2 separate regions of the Canis lupus genome follow, and region 1 is linked to region 2. Evidence: chromatin contacts called from public Hi-C data. All regions are on one chromosome and are shown on one strand. The core of a region is the stretch at or near the end of the contact, and the rest is flanking DNA. Distances in the headings are between cores, read along the strand shown.

Region 1 (3,669 bases), core at 147-2,646, 75 kb before region 2:
TCTGCTCATATTTTTTTTTGCTTCTGAAAACATAATAAACACCATTGCCCAGAGTTTAGAACGTAGACCTGCTTGGACCACATTTAACCCAGGGACATTAAAATCTTACCTCCAAATGCATTATTTTTAAAATGCAGTTCTATGGAATTGACAGTTGAGGGCAGTATTATGTATAGGAAGGCTCTAATATACTTAACAAGTTCTCAATTCAGTAATTTGAGTACTTTACTAAGGTGTTTGGAAGATGTTTAGAAATAGTGATATATTGAGGACTACTTTTCAGTTTCCCCTTTGGTTGTTTTTATTTGATAGGCTTATCAGGCAAAGTAATTGGATCAAAGGGATAAGACTTGAAGAATAATCGTGTAATTTTTCTAAAAATAAAGGAAACTGGGGCAGCCCTGGTGGTGCAGCGGTTTGGCACCGCCTGCAGCCTGGGGTGTGATCCTGGAGACCCAGGATCAAGTCCCACATCGGGCTCCCTGCTTCTCCCTCTGCCTCTCTCTCTCTGTGTCTATGAATGAATAAATAAAATCTTTAAAAAAAATAAAAATAAAGGAAACTAAAATATGTACTACCTTTTAAAGGTATGGTAGAATCTAGCACAAGCTGTGCAAACTTTTGGAGTTTGAAATTTTTATTCATTTTATGACTTTGAGCTAGTTATTCCATCTCTAGCTTTATTTCCCCATCTTCAAAATGGCAGTGAGGATCTACCTTGAGGATGTTTTGAGAATTACTGACTGAATACACACCCATGGTGATATTAAATAACAAATATACTGCTTAACCTTTTTTTGTATCTCTGATGGTCACTTCAGTGTTGTTTAATTAATTTTGAGGTTAAATATAAGAATTTTGATTAACTGCTTAAACTTCTTATATTTAATGTTTATTTTATAAGCTCCCTGTGCTATTAAAAAGTATAATAAATATTAAAAGCCCCCCCCCCTTTAAAGATTTTATTTATTTATTAGAGACAGAGAGAGAAAGAGGCGCAAAGGCAGAGGGAGAAGCAGGCTCCATGCAGGGAGCCCGACCTGGGAGACTCACATCCTGGGCTGAAGGTGGCACTAAACCGCTGAGCCACCTGGGCTGCCCAAAAGCCCCTTTTCTTAAAAAAATCTTGACAACTTAAGAAAATGAACACAACCACAAATAACAAAGACTTCATGTTGGTTGAATGTGAAAGACTTCACCTTTTTTAAAAAAGCAACGGATAATATCTAGTCCCACTAGGAAGTTCATAATAATATAGAGTGTGCATGTGCAAATTAAAAAACTATGAAAAATGAGGCATTTTAAACAAGTGTTTTGTGGTGGAAATACTTGGTTAGCGACCAGCCCAGGTCACGGTTGATGCCAACTCTAAAAAGGGTTCTGCGTCAGAGGAGGAAGAGGAAAGCCCCTAAGCATGTCAGAACAATTTTAGCAGTTAACACCTAGTGCTCTGTAAATTCTCCTACCATTTACTTTTTTTTTTTTTTTTTAATTTTATTTATTCATGAGACACAGAGACACAGACAGGCATAGGGAGAAGCAGGCTCCATTCAGGAAGCCCGATAATGGCACTTGGTCCCGGGACTCCAGATCACAGGACTCCAGGATCACACCCTGAGCCAAAGGGTAGACGCTCAACCACTGAGCCACCCAGACGTTCCTCTGAACCTGATTTAACTTAGCAATTCCTCATCCCACTTAACTGTGAGTCCTTTCAACCAGCTGATTTTTCAGAAATGCATACAAAATGTTCTAGAACACCAGGCTGTCAGCATTTTCTGCAGATGTTTTTTGATTCATTTTGGGAGAAAACTTCAGGGAGCAACTACTATAGCTGTCAGCAGGAATTAGGATTACGTTTTTGATTTTTAATATTCCTTAAACACCAAGGTTAATATATCGTGGTTTTCTCTAATTCAGTTGTTGACTTTATAGAAGTTAAATGGTGAGGATTTGCCATTTATTTATTAATAGAAAATGTATTCAGTTAAGTGATTGATTAGAATTCATTGATTAGAATTCTCTCTGATCCCATCCTTGAAAGTTAAGTAGCTCTGTTTTTTCATACTAAATGACCTTATTCATAGGACACCTAAAATTTTATTCTTGTAGATCAATAAAGCATAGGAAGGTGAGTTTAAGTCAAAATGTCTGCAAATTAGTTCTTGAAACAGCCCGATTCATTAGCATTTTTGGTGAAGCATTTTTCTAATTGGTTGGTTGGAAGCAACTAAGTTGCAGTTCAAAGAAATAAGTCCATTCCAGCCACAAGGGGGAGCAAGAGACTAATTTCCAAGTTGATGGGCTCCTATTGGCAACAAAAAAGCCTGCTTTTTTTAGATCTAGGAATGATAAAAGGCTCCGTGGCTCTGCAGAGTAAAGTGAAAGTTCTGGGAATATTCTCTGCACAGAATTATTCTTGCTTAATTCGCAAGACTAGAAATTTGACTTTACGCAATGTGCTGTAATATTGGAATTAAATTTCCTGTTGAGGTTATTGCTAAAAATGACTTCAGAATGTTGCAAGTTTTATAATAATAAATTGGGAGTTGAACTTTATAGAATCATTGAACTTCAGGCTTGAAGAAGCATCCACCCTAGATTTTTTATTTTCACAGGTAAGAAACTGAAGCTCAGAGGTTCAGTGACTTCTATTAGGTCATACCCTAAACATAATATTTTCTATCTCTTACTGTATCACCTTAGTTGTAGACTGAGACATGATGTTTACTCTCCTACAAGTATGAGTTATTGGGGATTGTTGGGATAACTGGAAAAATTACCTCTTTAATTCCATTAAGAACAATGGCTTCAAATTTAGACTATATTTTAGGATTCTAATACTTAAATGGAAATAATGAGAATCTCATTTGAAAGCCTTTGTGCCTCAGCTTCCTGCCCCCTTTTCTCTTTTAACCACTGGAATTTTTCATGCATGATTTGTATGAAAGCCATTTATCTGTGTGTTAACCTCTCTTCATTTCTTTTCATGGAAGAGGGCCATGGTAGTACAGTCTAAAACAGAGGAATGGGTTATGAGAGCTTGATCTTTCCCATTCACATATTTGGTGAGGTCAAGTCAAAGGAGACATACTCCAGGCATATTTTCAAATTGCAGTCCATAAAAGTCTCATTAGGGGTTCATTTGCTTTGATATTCTGGGGGCTATTTACTGTTTGCTAATGACATTTTATGTATATTTTTCTTAATGGAAATTAAATTTGGCGCTATTGGTGGAATACTCTAAGAAAAAGTAAGAACCTCCTTTCTAACCCTTGTATTTTTGTTTATAAATGCATCAGCACTTACCAATCCAGTAAGGAAATTTGAAAAACACAATTGAGCACAAAAAGTATATGAGGATGGAGAACAAAATCACTGGTATTGTCATTGTTCTAGAAATACTATTAAAAAAGATTTTTTTTTTAAGATTTTTCTTTAAAACATATATTTTAAAGATTTTATTTATTGATTGATGAGAGACAGAGAGAGCAAGAGGCAGAGACACAAGCAGAGGGAGAAGCAGGCTCCATGCAGGGAGCCCGATGTAGGACTCGATCTCGGGTCTCCAGGATCACGCCCCTGGCTGAAGGTGGTGCTAAACCTCTGAGCCACCGGGGCTGCCCAAAACATATTTTATATAACATATTAACCCAAAGAGAAAATAAC
Region 2 (4,048 bases), core at 1,364-3,863:
AGTGAGGCATTTGCATATAGGAAGAGCTCCTTGAGCTCCTTGAGCTCCTTGGTGTTTAAACCTGACTGTTCAGCCCATGGGTCTTCACCTGGGCCCTGAACCGTACTCTGTATTAAAGGATGGGTAGGTGAGCCGGTGCTGAGGTGTTCGTCTGTAAAGTGCCCCCAGACAGCATGAGGATAAATCAGAAAGATGGTACCTGCTAACTAGGGTGCCTGAGCGGAAACACTTGAGCTGCCCTTGCTCTCAGCCTCAAGCAAACAAAGAGAACATCCCTCATTGGAATCCTTTTTGTTGAGTATTTTTGCATGGTGCCCAGCCAGGGGACAGCTGCCTAATGTTCACAGCCAATGGCGTATTTCATGGAGCTGTGCTGACTGCCAGAAATTCGTCACTTATTTAACATTTAAAGAAGTTCAGAGGTGGGACACCTGGGTGGCTCAGCAGTTGGGTGCCTGTCTTCGGCCCAGGTCGTGATCCCAGGATCTGGGATCGAATCCCGCATCGGGCTCCTGGGACGAGCCTGCTACTCTCTCTGCCTGTGTTTCTGCCTCTCTGTCAGTCTGTATCTCTCATGAATAAATAAATAAATCTTACAAAAAAAAAAAAAGAAGTTCAGAGGTTCAGAAAACTGTGCGTATGTGATAAATTCTAATCTCAAGCACAAAGAGAAGCATGAGTTTTATGAATACAAAATTAGCTTCTCTCTGCCACTAGTAGTAAATATTAAATAAGCATTTGTTAAGAAATTAATTGGAAAGGGACGCAAATGATCGCTTGCACCAGATCGCAGTCTGACCCTGTGCAAATGCTGTGAAAATGTTGTGTTCATGTATAGTTTTCTGGGTGAGTATTCACAGCTCCCACTGTGTTTTCAAAAGAGCCATGAACAATTCCACCAACTGGAACAGGGTAGGAGCCACCGCTGAAGGATAGAGCTTACGACTCGTCACCTCTCCTTCCTTCCTTCCTTCCTTCCTTCCTTCCTTCCTTCCTTCCTTCCTTCCTTCCTTCCTTTCTCTCCTTTGCCCAACTACCTTCATTCTTGGCTTTCCTTGTCCTCTGATGGAACAAGGAAGCCTGAAACCATTTGTTTTACTAATTATCAGCATCCTCTGGATTAAAATGAGCCAGAAGGGCTTTAGGATCCAAGTAAAATAATAAATATAAACTGCTTTACAAAATCATACAAAAGTAAGGAGTTAAAGAAAAATGAGGAGTTGCCAATATTGTGAATGTGTTGTCATGACCGACGCCTGATCTCTTGACCACTCTGTCCTCGAGCTGTTTGCTTAATGTTGTAAGGACTGAAGTGTGATGCTGATATTAGCTAACGTGGGTTGGTAGCTTACGTCACTTATTCCCCCTATGAACTAAGTAGCATTATCCCCACTTTACAGACTAGAGAACTGAGGCCTGGAGAGTTTATGTAACCTGTCTAAATTAAACAGAGAAGGGTTTGAACTGGAGGCATTGTCACTTTGGTCCCCAGCTTTTAACCATTATTGAGCCATGACGGTGTGCCAGGAGCTATGTGAAGCAGGTGATGAAAATTAACTTACTGAATCTTCACAAATCTATGGAATGAATACTGTGATTGTTCATAACTGAGCCAGAGATTACCTGTCTCCTGCCACAAGGTCACAGAACTAATAGATATTGGGGCTCAGGTTCACCCCAGGGATTCTTACTATACAGTACACACGTTTAACTCTTGCACTGAAATGATAGGCTTTAAGGAGCTGCATAAATCAGCTTCCAAATAACCATTGGGGTGGGCATTCATTTAAGGTGATTTCTGTTATTGGAGGACTTGAGCTATTTTTTTTAAGGTTCAAAATCTCATCCGTGGTGAATAATTTCATCAGCCTTCTCACATCATCCATGATCATGCATTGGCTGCAACAGACATCCACTATATACCTTCATAGAAAGCACTGGACGTGGTGCTGTAGGGGCTGCAAAGATGAACAGGAGCAGTCTGTACCCTCCGGGAGTGTCTGTCCAAGCTGGCAGACAGACACGTGCAGGAAAGCACCATAGAGAGGATGCTTCGGTGGCTCAGCAGTTGAGCACCTGCCTTTGGCTCAGGTCATGATCCTGGGGTCCCAGGATCGAGTCCCACATCGAGCTCCCTGCAGGGAGCCTGCTTCTCCCTCTGCCTATGTCTCTGCCCCTCTCTCTGTGTCTCTCATGAATAAATAGGCAAAATCTTAAAAAAAAAAAAAAAAAAAAAGGAAAGTACCATAGAAAACAGATTGGTGAGATGCCTTGACAATATGTATAGGAGTCTGGAGAGAATTCTGTGGCATTTGCTGGCTGTGGGGTTCCCTGGTCCCCCAGCAGATGGGGGGCAGGTGTGGCGGGTGGGAGGGTTTTAAGTGGCGCCTGCAGCCAGGGGACAGATGCAGGGCTGAGCTGTTACTCAGCCCACTAGCTCCTCTGCTGGTTCCAATCTGTAAGAAAGGATGATTTGGTCTTTGCATCCAGCTGGTCACATGTCACAGGCAGCTCTGTTTTCCCTGCCCATGCCTTCCCTGCCCAGGGCATGGGCAAATTTCAGAACCGGGAGGTTCTGTGTGGTCACACAAGAACAGACCCTTCTCTCAGCATTTCTGGCCCTGTCGTGGGGGCATACAGCCCTTGGGACACCCTTCCCCCACCCATTTCCCAACTGATGATTAACTGTAGCTGAGGACCCAGCATTACATAAGAGGATTATGAAACTGTAACTGGGAGGTAGGTGCTGTGTGTATATAAATAGACACAAACCTCATTGCTGTGCTACTTTAAGACTCAGAGACATCTAGTGGCAGAAAATTATATCTGCAGGCCTAGCAGTTTCTCTCCAAATAAGTGACTTTTAAGAAGTTCTAATTTGTGAAACTTTTGTACATACCCAAATTGGAAAACTTGCATTAAACTACTTTGAAAGAAAAGGAATGTACAGGATTTTCCCTTGTAAGAGTACAGTATTGTCTTTCATTAAAAAGTGCCATATGCCTGCCTGAAGCCTGTTCTCCCCAAAGTTTTATTATTTATTTTTTTTAAGATTTTATTCCTGAGAGACACACAGAGAGTCAGAGACACAGGCAGAGGGAGAAGCAGTAACTTCGATATGGGACTCGATCCTGGGACCCCGGGATCATGCCTTAGGCGAAAGGCAGATGGTCAACCACTGAGCCACCCAGGCGTCCCTCCCCAAAGTTTTAAATGCACATGATTGTGTACAGTGTGTGAAAGAGAAAATTAGGATAGAATGAATCTAACATCCTCTACACACCCGTCACAATGCTGAACTTTTCTTTTTTTTAATGCTGAACTTTTCTGAAGTGATTATGTTTTGTACCAACTTCATAATTACTACCAAATTAGCCTTACAGATGAACCTACATAGCTTGAGCATCTATTAAGCCGAGTATTTAGGAGAATAGGCAATGAGGAAGCTTCCCCACAATACAGACTAGAAAATAAGTTTCCTTGGCTGGAGGGGAAATAACCCTGCAAGAGAAACAATTTAAGGATGGGCATTGGTGGGTCCCCAAGAGACCACAGGCTGAGACCCGGGGAGACTCTGAGATATGCTGTGGAAAGCCAGAGTGAAAGCAGCAGTGGGACTGGTGTTATGCTTCCCTGGCAGCGCCCCGAGGAAGTGGCAAGACTAGAGAAAAAGTGGCTGCACGCCTGACCTGACAGGTGGGGCTTACGCAGCCTCCCAGACTTTCCCATGCCCCAGAGTAACACAAAAACCGCATAGAAATGTGTGGATAGCATAGAAGTAGAAGGCTCACCAAACCTCTTGAATTGCTGACTGAGAACAAAGCGGGGCACGGGGTGGCCTGGCAGCTGCCCACGTGGCCAGATGACATCCCACCGACCAGCAGCACCTCGATAGCAGGAGACTCTCCATTACTCAGATACCAGACTGGGGAAAGAGGTGGAGGAGTAAATCCCACACTGGGCGACCCTATGTTTTGCCACCCCAGTGGGATGGAGATGCAAAATAGATATTAAATCGAGCTATAGAAAATGACAAAAGTATTTGGTA

What was found. A called contact is a pair of places that touch in the nucleus more often than the background predicts.
Region 1: a Hi-C map of blood shows a contact between it and region 2, with 6 times the contacts expected there. The contact joins two enhancer-like sites. A contact is called at or near these places in 5 of 9 Hi-C or Micro-C datasets (amygdala, blood and liver).

What each region holds. Positions count from the first base shown.
Region 1 is chr13:2,877,403-2,881,071 of UU_Cfam_GSD_1.0, reverse strand. The region is part of intron 3 of YWHAZ (14-3-3 protein zeta/delta); the gene reads left to right. Among named protein-coding and RNA genes, the nearest start is that of YWHAZ, 15 kb to the left of the region's middle. Within about 2 kb of position 1,396, at least 3 of the 20 cell types and tissues checked have an H3K27ac peak or open chromatin away from gene starts, as enhancers often do. A contact at or near this core is called in blood, where this site is marked.
Region 2 is chr13:2,802,971-2,807,018 of UU_Cfam_GSD_1.0, reverse strand. LOC119864717 (a long non-coding RNA gene) reads left to right here. Exons shown (of 3, transcript XR_005368254.1): 3 at 1-501. Among named protein-coding and RNA genes, the nearest start is that of YWHAZ, 90 kb to the left of the region's middle. Within about 2 kb of position 2,613, at least 14 of the 20 cell types and tissues checked have an H3K27ac peak or open chromatin away from gene starts, as enhancers often do. A contact at or near this core is called in blood, where this site is marked.